3 separate regions of the Sus scrofa genome follow, and all the other regions are linked to region 1. The links are chromatin contacts, called in public Hi-C and HiChIP or PLAC-seq maps. All regions are on one chromosome and are shown on one strand. The core of a region is the stretch at or near the end of the contact, and the rest is flanking DNA. Distances in the headings are between cores, read along the strand shown.

What was found. Hi-C and Micro-C count contacts between places; a contact is called where the count stands out from the background. HiChIP or PLAC-seq counts read pairs in DNA pulled down with a chosen protein or histone mark.
Region 2: a Hi-C map of skeletal muscle shows a contact between it and region 1, with 3 times the contacts expected there. The contact joins the promoter of UBE4B here to the promoter of KIF1B in region 1. A contact is called at or near these places in 4 of 47 Hi-C or Micro-C datasets (heart right ventricle, liver and skeletal muscle) and 1 of 2 datasets of contacts at active chromatin or transcription factors (alveolar macrophages).
Region 3: a contact with region 1 is called in an H3K27ac HiChIP or PLAC-seq map of alveolar macrophages. The contact joins the promoter of PGD here to the promoter of KIF1B in region 1. A contact is called at or near these places in 1 of 5 promoter capture datasets (fetal liver), 2 of 47 Hi-C or Micro-C datasets (alveolar macrophages and heart right ventricle) and 2 of 2 datasets of contacts at active chromatin or transcription factors (alveolar macrophages and skeletal muscle).

What each region holds. Positions count from the first base shown.
Region 1 is chr6:70,493,065-70,497,398 of Sscrofa11.1, forward strand. It overlaps KIF1B (kinesin-like protein KIF1B), which reads left to right and starts at 2,080. Exons shown (of 46, transcript XM_021095324.1): 1 at 2,080-2,428.
Region 2 is chr6:70,344,397-70,348,236 of Sscrofa11.1, forward strand. It overlaps UBE4B (ubiquitin conjugation factor E4 B), which reads left to right and starts at 1,393. Exons shown (of 27, transcript XM_021095312.1): 1 at 1,393-2,154. The coding sequence starts at 2,131.
Region 3 is chr6:70,674,206-70,678,108 of Sscrofa11.1, forward strand. PGD (6-phosphogluconate dehydrogenase, decarboxylating) reads left to right here and starts at 1,546. Exons shown (of 14, transcript XM_003127557.4): 1 at 1,546-1,689; 2 at 2,304-2,379; 3 at 3,045-3,224. The coding sequence starts at 1,682.

The DNA of each region.
Region 1 (4,334 bases), core at 830-3,329:
CTTCTGTTTATTAACACATTATAATTACATTTTTTTCCCCACACCAGTGGTATATGGAAGTTTCCGGGCCAGGGAAGGAACGCCAGCCACAGCAGTGACAATATGGAATCCTTAACCACTAGGTCACCAGGGAACTCCACTGTAATTCATTTTTGTCTTGTCCTTCAGGAAACTAGGAGCTGAGCTTTGTGCTCAGTGGGGGCACCTTGCCTTGACTCTGTTTTGGTTTTTGTGGTTTTTTTTTTTGTCTTTTTACCCTTTCTAGGGCCACTTCTGAGGCATATGGAGGTTCCCAGCCTAGGGGTCCAATTGGAGCTGCAGCCTCCGGCCTACACCAGAGCCACAGCAACACGGGATCCAAGCCGCATCTGCAACCTACACCACAGCTCACGGCAACGCCGGATCCTTAACCCACTGAGCAAGGGCAGGGATCGAACCCGCAACCTCATGGTTCCTAGTCGGCTTCGTTAACCACTGCGCCACGACGGGAACTCCCAACTCTGTTTTTTAATATTACTTTTCTTTCTATGCATTCCCCTTATTCATACAGTCCCCCATATAGCCTTTTATTACTTAAAAATTATTATTAACTTTACTCCTACTTTAATGCTATACAGTTTTATTGCTTGTATGCTTCATTGTAAGCTATGTCAAATCCATCTATGAATAGGTGAAGTTCTTAAATTCTAAATAAGGAGTTCCCAGTGTGGCAAACCGGAAACAAATCTGACTAGGAACCACAAGGTTTCAGGTTTGATCCCTGGCCTCGCTCAGTGAGTTAAGGATCCGGTGTTGCTGTGAACTGTGGTGTAGGTTGCAGACTCAGCTCCTGATCGGCAGTTGCTTTGACTGTGGCATAGGTCGGCAGCTGTAGCTCCGATCCACCCCTAGCCTGGGAACCTCCATATGCCCTGGATGCGGCCCTAAAAAAGCAAAAGAAACCAACACCACCAACAAAAAACCCCCCAAAATTCTAAACGAAACGAGAAATATTCAATAGACGTCGAATGGATGGAAAGTATAAGGACTTAAGCGGGAGTGGAAATTTTCCAAAATCATTAGTGTAAAAAATTAACTTTGATGCTTTAGCGTTTGTACTTATAAACAAGGCTTTTAACATCCAATACTGTATTGAATTCAGGAGGAAAAAATTAAATTTTACTTTCAATTTCTGCTAGTAAATCAAAAAGCATTTCGCCTTATAAACAGTGGTGCTTGGCATGAAAATTGCACAAATTACTGTTGAATTAATATTTTGTTAAGTACTGAATTGGACCTCTCATGAACAGTTGTGGGCTTTTCTTTTGAGCAGAATCTAAATCTGATTTTAAAAAATTGCTACCAGGGTGCTTCTGTTCTTTGGGTTTCTGAATTCCAAAAACCCTCCTTCAAGGGCATCTCCCAGAAGGGAGCTCGGTTGGTTAATTCCGGGGCGATACAAAGCATTTTGTTCCTTTACTCACGGCGCTTACTCGGTCTCCCAAGGAGACAAGTTGAATGCCCACTAAGTCATGCTTTTCCATTACTCATTCTGCCTTTTTTCCCAAGGTGGCGTGTGGGAGGTGTTTGCGGGCTGGATAAGAATAGGCCGGGGAGCTTTCTGCGGGATAATACACTCATCCCTTTGCGTGTTTCACTGCGCAGTGTTCCACGGCTTCAACGGGTGAGATGTTTTCCAAATGGACAATGACTCCAGACTCGGCCGCCTCCCACATTCATCTCTGCTCCCCCGCAGGCGTCTGGCCCCCACAGTCCCGCTCCGCCTCCCTTAGCCTTGCTTTGTCCCCTTACAAGGCGGATCATCGGGTTAGCAGGGCGCGGCTCCCGCCGACTGACGCCCTTCGGGGGTCACCTGGGAGGGGACTGTGGGCGCCGCCTTTGCCCACCCCGCATCCTCGCACCCCCGCACCCGCTCCTGCTTCCGAGCCACTAGGGGGCGTCCTGCGGTCTCCGCCTCTCCCACCGCCTCGCATCTCCGGCTCTCCCTGCGATTGGTCGACGCCCACGTCAGTCGCAGGCGCCGGGGCGGGCCGAGGTGACGCGCGGCGGCCGGGCTCGGGGCGGTGTCCCGCGCCGGCGACTGCGGGCGGAGCTTCGCGAGGACAGACGCGGGGCAGTCGGACGGCGGCGGACCAGGGAGGCGCCAGCGCGAGTCAGAGCCTCTCTCCGCCCGCCGCCGCCGCCGCCGTCGCCACCGCCACCGCCGGCCCGTCTTCGTGTCCCGGTCTCTGCGCTCCCGCCTTCCGGCCGCCGCGGCCCTCGATGCGGGGCTGGTCCGTTGCGTGATGGGGTTGCCGAGCGGCGCCCTGCTGCTCGCGGCGGCCGCTGCTCGCGCTGAGGAGCGTCGGTGCCGGGCTGCCCAAGCCCCCGCGCGCCGCGGCGCCTGCTGACCCGGCCCGTCTGCCCGTCGGTCCGCAGCGCGGCTGAGGTAAGGCGGGCGGCGGTTGACGCTGCGCAGCCGGCCTGAGGAGGGGACCGCCCGGGGGGAGGGGCGGCCGGGCGGGGGGCGGGTGGGGTCCGAGCGGGGGAAGCTCCGGGCCGGAGCGGCCGGTAGTGAGGGCGCTGCCCCAGCGGGGCGCCGGGCGGGGCGGGGCGGGGCGGGGGAGCCTCGCCCTCGGGGATAGAGGGCCGTCCGGGGCCGGCGGCGAGCCCCGGGCTTGGGGCCAGCGGCCTGCTGGGTCCCCCGCAGTGCCCCGCACTAGCCCTCAGCTCCCCCTGAGCCGCGAGGCTCCGGCGGTGCGGAGCGGTCGGGCAGCTGAGCCGCCGCGGGCCGTGCGTTCCCTGGGCCCTCTGCGCACATTGCGGCTCTGCTTGGCTTTGAAGCCCCCCCTGCCTGATTTCCCCCATCCCCGCTTCCCCGTTATGATCGGCATCGGGGCTTCGGCTAGGAATGTGGTTGCGCCCTTTTGCCAGATGAAGGCGGGAGCGGGCGTCGCGTGGGAGGGGGGAGCCGATGGCGCGGGGACCAGAGAGCAGCGCGATGGAAAGGGAGGGGGCTCGCTGGATGCTGGATGCTGGCCAGCGGCGGGCAGGCCGGGGTGGTCTCGGCGTTCGGCGGCCCGGGATTACTCCGGCAGCCATATTGGGAGGATGATCTGACAAATCCTTTAGGAGCCAAGTCCGGTTGCTGGAAGGCACCGAGTGACAGCCCTGGCAGCTTTCAGGGTGACTGGCCGCACCAGAGCCAAGTTGTGGGGGTTGGGAGGCTGCTCCAGCAAGCTAGTCATTGTTCATGCAACACAAAACATCCCAGGCCCTAAAACCCGAATGGTACTCCCAAAACACTTCAACTCCTCGATCAGTTGCTAATTGAACTTCCAAGGTAAAGTGCCTTTAAGATTCCATTCTTGTTGGGGATGAAATGCCGTGTTTTCGTTCATCGTCTGTAGCCAGTGCTATGGGTGCAGAGGGCCGAGGATGCCAAATACAGAGGCAGGTCTCAGGATCGCTAAGGCCAGTTTACCAGAATGGAGGCCTTGAATTAGTATATTGCATCGGATGGATAGATTTTTCAGAGTAGCTCAGCATGCAGAGATGAAGTAAACGGGAATATTCGGATGATGAGAGTGGCCTGCAGCAGTATTTCTGAGGACGCAGGTTGTCATCTTTGTGGCATCTCGAGGTAGCTGAAATTAGATTGTCAACAGATCTCTTGCTCACGTATCTTTTACTGTTCTAGGCAGCTGTTCTGCTGATACTGAACATGTTGCTTTGTGTCTCAGATGGATCTCTTTGAGCCCCCATGAAAGTATAGTGATTGGATTTGAATAGCTCTTAAGAGGTGATATCATGGTGGATATTTTATTTAAAGGCTGGCATTATGTCAGCTTAGCATAGTCATAATAAAATCTTAGTTTGTGTTCTCTAAAAAGCAAGGTGATGCTTTCTAATTAACTTGGTATGACTCTTGGATTATGAGGCAAGTGAAACTGGTAATGTACCATTTAAGAATGGAATATGAAGGTGGCACACGTGTTTGCGTTGTGAGAAAGATCTGGATATGATCAATAATTGAATTCAGTGGGAGCCTATAAATCTGTCTTTTCCTACATCCTAGACATGGACAGGCCCTAGCGGGTGGCATGCCCACCTTCTTTGCGCCCTTTGCTTTCATTCAAACTCCATTTCTTAATGGATAAATTCCCATAACTTAAGTTGAACTACTTAAACATTTTCAGAGAAGGGTTTCTAAGAAAAGTCTTAACACTTTATTTTTTATTTTTATCATTAAGCTTTTCTTTTAAAACTTGGTTGAATCAAAAATGGTTTCAAGGGAGTTCCTGTAAGGACTCAGTGGTTAACGAATCTGACTAGGAACCATGAGGTTTCAGGTT
Region 2 (3,840 bases), core at 143-2,642, 150 kb before region 1:
TTGTGACTTTTAATTCTGGAATGCAATCTTTACGATTATGGGTAAGTCAATGAGCCCATTCAGTATGTTCTTCTTCATATGTGGCAAAATCTGGAATTTCATGATATTGTTATGTTGATCGCTCTATTTAGATCTGTATGTTTTAAACGTGATTGCATTCTTCAGAGAACAGATTGGTGGCTGCCAGAGAGGGGTAGTGGGTGGGCAAAAGGTACAAGCTTCCATTTGTCAGTCCTGGGGATGTAATCTACAGCACAGGGACCACAGTTAACAATACTGTATTGTACATTCGAAGGTTGCTAATAGAATAATTCTTGGTGATGTCGAATTTTTTTTATCTTTTTTTTTTTTTTCTTTAAGGCCCCATCCGTGGCATATGGAGGGTCCCAGGCCAGGGGTCAGACCGGAGCTGTAGCCTTCGGCCTACACCACAGCCAGAGCAAGGCAGGATCCGAGGTATGTCTCTAACCTACGCCACAGCTCAGGGCATCGCGCTCGGATCCTTAATTCACTGAGTGAGACCGGGGATCGAACTTGTGTCCTCATGGATACTAGTCAGATTCGGTTCCACTAGGCCATGACGGGGAACTCCCAAATTTTGCCAGCATTTTGGGACGCACTTGAAAAAAAAAATCAGAAACTATCTCTGATAGGACAATAATAAGTTGCCCCTGTGGCACAACAGGATCTGCGGTGTCTGGAGAGCACTGGGACGCAGGTTCGATCCCTAACCTGCACCTCAACCATGGGTGAGCTCTGACCCTGGCCCAGGAACTCCACATGCCAGCGGGGCGGTCGAAAAAATAAAATATAAAGAAACAAAAGGACAATTATGAAAGAAAGTTCTACTTGGGTCAGAGTTTTCTTCTAAATGGGCTTTGTTTGTGGAGGTAGAAGAGTGTACGTAGAAAGGTTTTTCAGAATGTGAGCGGTCTGGCAGAGTACGCTCCTCCGAGAAAGGAGGCGTTTTCTGTTTTATTTCATTTCGCCTGCATCGTGGAGGGAAGTGGCCTTTTTGAGTCGCTAGAAAGGAGCGTCTGGGAACAACGGAGGCGCTGTAGGACCTAGTCGCGGGCGGGCGTCCCCTCCTGGCCACCCCTCCCGGCGTGGGTGCGTGTGCTCGCTCCCCGCGGCCGCCAGCCCGCGCGGTCCTCCAGGGGACCTACCGGGGCCCTGCCGGCCTCGCCCGCCGCCCGCGCCGTCGCCATGGCAGCGCGCCGCCCCGCCCCCCGCGCTCCGCCCGCCCCCAGCCCGCGGCCCCGCTCGCCCCTCCCCCGCCCCGCGCGGCGGCGGGGAAGAGGGTGGGGCGGGGGCGGGAGGAGATGCAGGCGAGAGGAAATCGGCGGCGCGCCGCCCGCGGCCCATTGGCTGCCTCGTCTTGGGGCCAGAAGCCCCGCCTCCCTGGCGGGATCACGTGATCCCTTTCAAAGATGGCCGCCCTGTTGTTTTGATGAATAATACTTGGTGGGGCGAGGGGGTAAGAGTAGGGGTGGAGGGGTAGGAGGTTTTACTCTTCCAGCCCGAGCATCGCGAGTCCAGTCCACCCCTCCCCCCTGCCCGGGCTCTGGCGTGGAGGCGGGGCGTGGCCGGCCTGCTTTGGGAGGGGAGGAGCTTCCCTCGTCAGTGCTGGGCTCTGCCTGGGCGGCTCTGGGGTCGCCTTACCTCGGGGCACCCACTCTGCAGTTGAACTGTTCCCGCCAGGGGCAAAGGGTGGGTAGGAGAGCAAGATCTGCGGTGGGAAGATCCGCTGCCGCGCCACCACCCCGAAGACACAGCAGGCTTCGAGCGCGAGGCGAGCTGGAGACCGAGCTCGCTAGTCTGGGTAACCTGGGAAGCAGAGGGTAATAAGTGGCGCCTTAAGATAACCCTGTAGCAGCAGCAGTGGCAGTCAGAGGAGGCTGCTCGGGGATAAGCAGCTGTAGGAGTCTCTGGGGCGATTGGAGTGACTGACGCCAAGGCATTTCAGTGCCTCTCGTGTTCTTATTTTTTAACCTCTGACTATGCAATTCTGAAACCTCCCCCATTCGGGGGACCAGACAGCCCGAAAGACACCTTCCACTCTCCTCCCGCCCTGGTCTCAAAGAACAGAAGGATCTCTCCGTAACGCCTTTCACCATTAAGAGGAAAGCGATGGAGGAGCTGAGCGCTGATGAGGTGAGGAGGTTGGGGGACACATTGGGAGATGAGTTGGCCAACTCTCTGGCGTTTCGGATAGGGAGGAGATTGCGCCAGTGGTGCCTGGCCTTTGGGCAGGAATGGAGATGACATTTTCCAAGAATAAAATGAGTCCCTGAGAGGATCTCTGGTTGTATTCGCTTGTATTCCTTTGCCTTCTTTTTTCATCCTGAACTCCTTTTGCTTGTTTTCGAGTCTTTTAGGGTCTAAAGAAGGGGAGAGCATATTGAGCCTTTCATTCCTCTCTCAGGGTGTTTAAGCAGGAAAGGCTAGATTTACATCAAGTTGTGCGTGTGTCTGTGCGCGCTCGCGCTGGCGCTGGCCCTCGCGCGCGCGCGCCGTACTGCAGAGATTTAAAGAATAATTTTGGATGGAATCAATGCATGGGTGTATGTTTTTGAAAGATTTGAAATCCCGAGTTTTTATGGCCATTTCATCGTAGAAGTTAATTAAACATTACATTTGTGTTTGGGGGTGACCTACAGATTTCTTTGATGTTGAACGCAATACATTTCTTCTCAATAGCTTAGTCAATTACAGTTAAATTCTAGCATTTTAACAGACCGCTGACTTCTGGCTTACTTCTCTTTCATTCTGCTTTCTTCTAGTTTTTGTCCCTTTCAAACTTGTGTTATGCTGTTGCAGACACCAAACAGGAAGCACATGACTTTGTGGACCCCCTCATTATTATTTCAGAAAGGAGTCTTCGCATCCCCTTCTTGATGTGTTCAAGATAATTTAATAATAATCATTAAAAACAGTGGCATTTAGGCTACAAGGAATTTCCTGTGCCTCTGTTGACTTTTCCCTTCATTTTTACACATTGGGATCTTGCCTTTCAGGACCCTGCTGGCCTTACTCTCTTCAGCCTACCATTTCTTCCTCTGGTTCATGTACAATTTCCCTACAGTATCATGAAGGTAGTCATCCATTAGGTTGGTTGTGCTATAAAACTTCCATGCTTCAGTTTTAGCTACAGAGTAATTGATGTGTTTACCTGGGAACAAATTCTCCAGGGATGAGTCAGGCAAGTGGTGGGTTAGGGGTCACATAGGAAGGGTAGCAAATCATTTTTTTGGTTTTGATACCTGGTTGTGTTTGGAAAGTCAGGATCGCCCGTTTGGTGTTACTGACTTTGTTTTCTAAATACATCAATAATGTAATCTTAAACTAGGAAATATCGTACGGTTTCTTTCAGTGAGGACCTATCAGGAGATTCCCCTTAGAGGCACTTTGTTTTATGTGGTGCTTTTAAAAAGTTCTTTTATGTAGTACTTTTAAAAACTACACCTCCATTTTTCCTTTAATATTAATCCTAACAGTTCTTTTCTCTTCAGTCAAAGAGTTTTTTAGTAGTCCATTATGTGCAGAGATAACTTTTTTTTGTTTATGTTCTCTAAATTGTTTCTGGTTTAGAAATTTTTTCACACGAGTTTTCACCAAGAAATTATTTTCAAACCATTAAAGCATACAGACCAGTTAAAGATGCGTGTAATCTGAACTGCCTGTTTCCTTTACCCAGTCCATGAGGAAGGTCTTGACTCTTTTTTGGACCATATATGGAACATATGTAATCATTGTGGCAGAGACAGACATTTTTCAAGGTCAACAGAATAGTAAAATAAATGTGAAGAATTGATTTCACTAATATAAGATCAATATAAA
Region 3 (3,903 bases), core at 296-2,795, 180 kb after region 1:
CTAGTGGAGAAACCATAATATAGAAAAAATACAAGATAAAGTGGACTATGGTATCATTTTTAACTTTCAGCGTAAGATGCCACTATTGCATTTAAAAAAAAATAGTTACTGTGATTTAATTAACATACAACTTTCATTAGGAAAAAACCACTAGGAGGACGCTACTGGCTCAGCAGATTAAGGATCTGGCATTGTCACTGCTGTGGCTCTGGTTACAGCTGGGACAGGAGTTCCATCCTTAGCCTGTCAACTTCCACATGCCTGGGGGGGGGGCGGGAAACCAGCTATTGTGGGACATTGCTAACATGGAAGTTATAACAGTATCTGTTAAAACCTACATTACAAAGTAACCTGTGCAACTGGTGTGATGGAAATAGCCTTGGCCTTGAAATAGGCACAAGAGGCCGCTAACTAGCTGCTAACTAGCTGTGTGATACTAGTAATTAAACATCTGTTGAACATTTACTAAGGGCAAGGCTCTGTTCGGTGAATCATTCACAGAAATCAAAAACCCTTAAAAAGTGCTGGAGGAGCTGGGCGAGTCCACAAGGATCTGCGCTGGAGGCGGCAGGGTCCCCTGCGGAGGATCAAGATGCCTTGTGCACCCAGGACTCCTGCCGGTGGGAGATATATTTAATGTCCTAGACCGATCTTTCACCATCGCGTCGCTTCTAGTTCCTTAGCTGGGAAGGGGTTCAGTGACACGACCTCCAAGCCCGGCCCCATCCCACCCCAGCAAGTACATTCCCAGCCTGCCCTCTCTGCGCCAGTTTCTTCATCTGCAAAAAGGGGCTACACGTCTCCCACTCAAGGTCGTGGTGAGGAGCAACATTTCCTGGCACCCATCACACGTGTCCACAGACAAGAATACACCCCCCGGCCCTGCCCAGAGGTCCAGAGATTTCAAGCTTAAACTCAGGTGTGCACTGGAGTTCCCTGTCGTGGCTCAGTGGTTAATGAATCTGACTAGGAACCATGAGGTGTGGGTTCAATCCCTGGCCTCGCTCAGTGGGTTGAGGATCCTGTGTTGCCATCAGCTGTGGTGTAGGGCGCAGACTCGCTTGGATCTCGCATTGCTGTGGCTCTGGCTAGGCCAGCGGCTACAGCTCCGATTAGGACCCCCCCTAGCCTGGGAACCGCCATATGCCACTGGTGCGGTCCTAAAAGGACAAAGGACAAAAAAAAAAAAAAAAACCAAAAACCAAAAAAACACCTCAGGTGTGCACCACAGCAATGGGAATGGACACTTGGACCACAGGCGTTCAAGGCCCTCTGTCCTGGAAAGCGCTGCGGGACGTGAGCCATCATCACCCTACCGCACCTTGCAGCGGAGCAGAATCCGGGCCCCGCTTGTCCTCTGCCCCCGCCCTCCGCCAGTCCCGGCGCGGGTGACCAGCGCCACGCCCCCGCGAGCGCCGGAGCGATGTCATCGATGTGCTCGGCGCTCTCCTGAGCCAGCCCTAGGAGTGGGCAAGCCCATTTTCCTCAGGTGGTCTAACAGGCGCTGGAGCGGACCAATGGCTGAGCTCCATAGCTCCACCCCTCCCTTCTGACTGGCCGGCGCTGGGAAGCCTCGGCCGCGGCCAGGGGAAGCGAGCCGGGACGGGGTTCAGTCCCGGTTGTCCGCGCCGTGCGTTTCCTGCCTTCCGCTCTGCTCGCTCCAGCCCGCTCTGCCGCCGCCATGGCCCAGTGAGTGACCACCTGCGGGCGGCCGGGAAACTTTCCGAGGCCCGAGCTGCCCCCGACGTCGCCTCGGTGCCGGGGGTCGCCGGAGCCCGGCCTCGTGGCGCCCGGAGCCCTGGACCTCCATGGTCTCAGCCCCCTCGGGCCCAGGCTCCGGAACCGCTGGACCCCGAGGGAGCCCGCGACCTCGCTTTTCCTCGGACCCAGCTCCTCTGCCCCCCGCGGTGGCGCCGGCGGATCCGGTTCCTAGGAAGCGCAGGAGGGAGGGGAGGGGACGGGCGTGGCCGAGGGGAGCCAGGGCCCGGGGACGGCGGGCGGGACGCCTGGAACGGGGTCGTTACCAGCTCGGCCGGAGCACAGAAGAGGTTACCCCGAGACCACCCTTCTGCGTGCATGTTTGCTAGGTCTTGAGAACTCGCGAATCCGTGAAGTAGCAGAGTGGGTGGCCCGTCTGTAGTTTCCAGGAAGGCTGCAAGCCTGGGTTCTGAAGTGCAAAAGGAGGGAGGGGGATGGAGGAGCGTTAAGGCGGGTTATTCAACAAAGAGCAAAAGCTCCAAAATGCTGGGTCCTTGAGGTGTAATGAACCAAGTGCAGCTGACGCAGTTTCCTTTGGCTTTCAGGGCTGATATTGCACTGATTGGACTGGCCGTCATGGGCCAGAACTTAATTCTGAACATGAACGACCACGGCTTTGTGGTAAGTCAGGGGGGACACACACTCTTAGGGGTTCTTGCTGCTTTGGCCTGAATGCTGGTGATCGTTCTGGTTTCAAAGATCCCATATAACCTGTAAGATAGTTCTCTTTATATATACTCTGTGGCTGCTTATCACATTTTTGCAAGAGAGAGAGAAGCAACACTTTACTTCTGGGATTTGGAGGGCCAGCCCCACGACTGTCTCAAGAAGAAGAGTCCTGCTCAGTGAGCCTGTGGGTTCTGAAAGGTTTGCAGCCTTGAGTAAGCCCGTCTGGAGCCTAAGGAGGCGAAACCCTGCTGGATGTGGATAGCTCTAACTTTATTGCCTAATGGCATCTGGAGGCAAGTTCGGTGTGAATACTAAACTAGTTTAGATACAAGGATCACCAGAAACAAAAGATAACAGTCTGGAACCTTCTGTTCCTAGATTTGAGTCCTAACCAAATAATGAGACTAGCTAGCCCCATGTATCTCTGGCAGTTGACCTTTGCCTTTTCATCCTGTTAAAATTAGCTTTATGGTGATCAGTCACCACTGGGTGGGGAAAAGATAAAACAGGGTCTGGCCTCCAAACCTTGGGCTGCACAGAAATCCTGCTGTTACTCAGCCTACGGTGTGAAGGTCTCGTGTGTCCTAGGTCTCCTGATCAGGCCTTTGCCCTTCCAGGTCTGTGCTTTTAATCGGACAGTCTCCAAAGTGGATGATTTCTTGGCCAATGAGGCAAAGGGAACCAGGGTGGTTGGTGCTCGCTCCTTGGAGGAGATGGTCTCCATGCTGAAGAAGCCGCGGCGGATCATCCTACTGGTGAAGGCTGGTCAGGCTGTGGATGATTTCATTGAAAAACTGGTGAGGCCCGCGCCCTCCCAGCTGCGGCCCTGTGGGCAGCACTTCTCTCGTTCCCTTCCTTTAGCTGTTTCGTTTCTTTTTGCTTAAGAGATCTTTTTCCCCTTTCAGTTTCTGGATCTGATCCGTTCAAAACTGTTGCTTAAACGTCTCAGCGTTTGTTAACCTGATTGGCACCAGTTAAGTCACAACATATCCTCGGGTGGTAATAACTCCTTCTGTATAAAATTCTGACAACACGACACCAAGAGACATTTCAGTAAGAATTCACCGTCGGCGTTCCCATCGTGGCGCAGTGGTTAACGAATCTGACTAGGAACCATGAGGTTGCGGGTTCAATCCCTGGCCTCGCTCAGTAGGTTAAGGATCTGGTATTGCTGTGAGCTGTGGTGTAGGTCGCAGACACAGCTCGAAACCTCCATATGCCACGGGAAGCGGCCCTAGAAAAGGAAAAAAAAAAAAGTTTATCGTCAACCGGGATGGAGACAGTAGTTGTCTCGGTGACATTCAGAAAACCTTAGTTCAGATTATGTAAGATGAATGTTGAGTGCTATTCACCGATAAACCTGCCTGTCCACATTTAGAAATAGATTTCATTTTTCTCAGTATTCCTATAAGGTAGCAGTTCTCAAATTGTTAAATAATTTAAGTGATGGAAGGTCCTCTTAAGGAATGCCGGCAA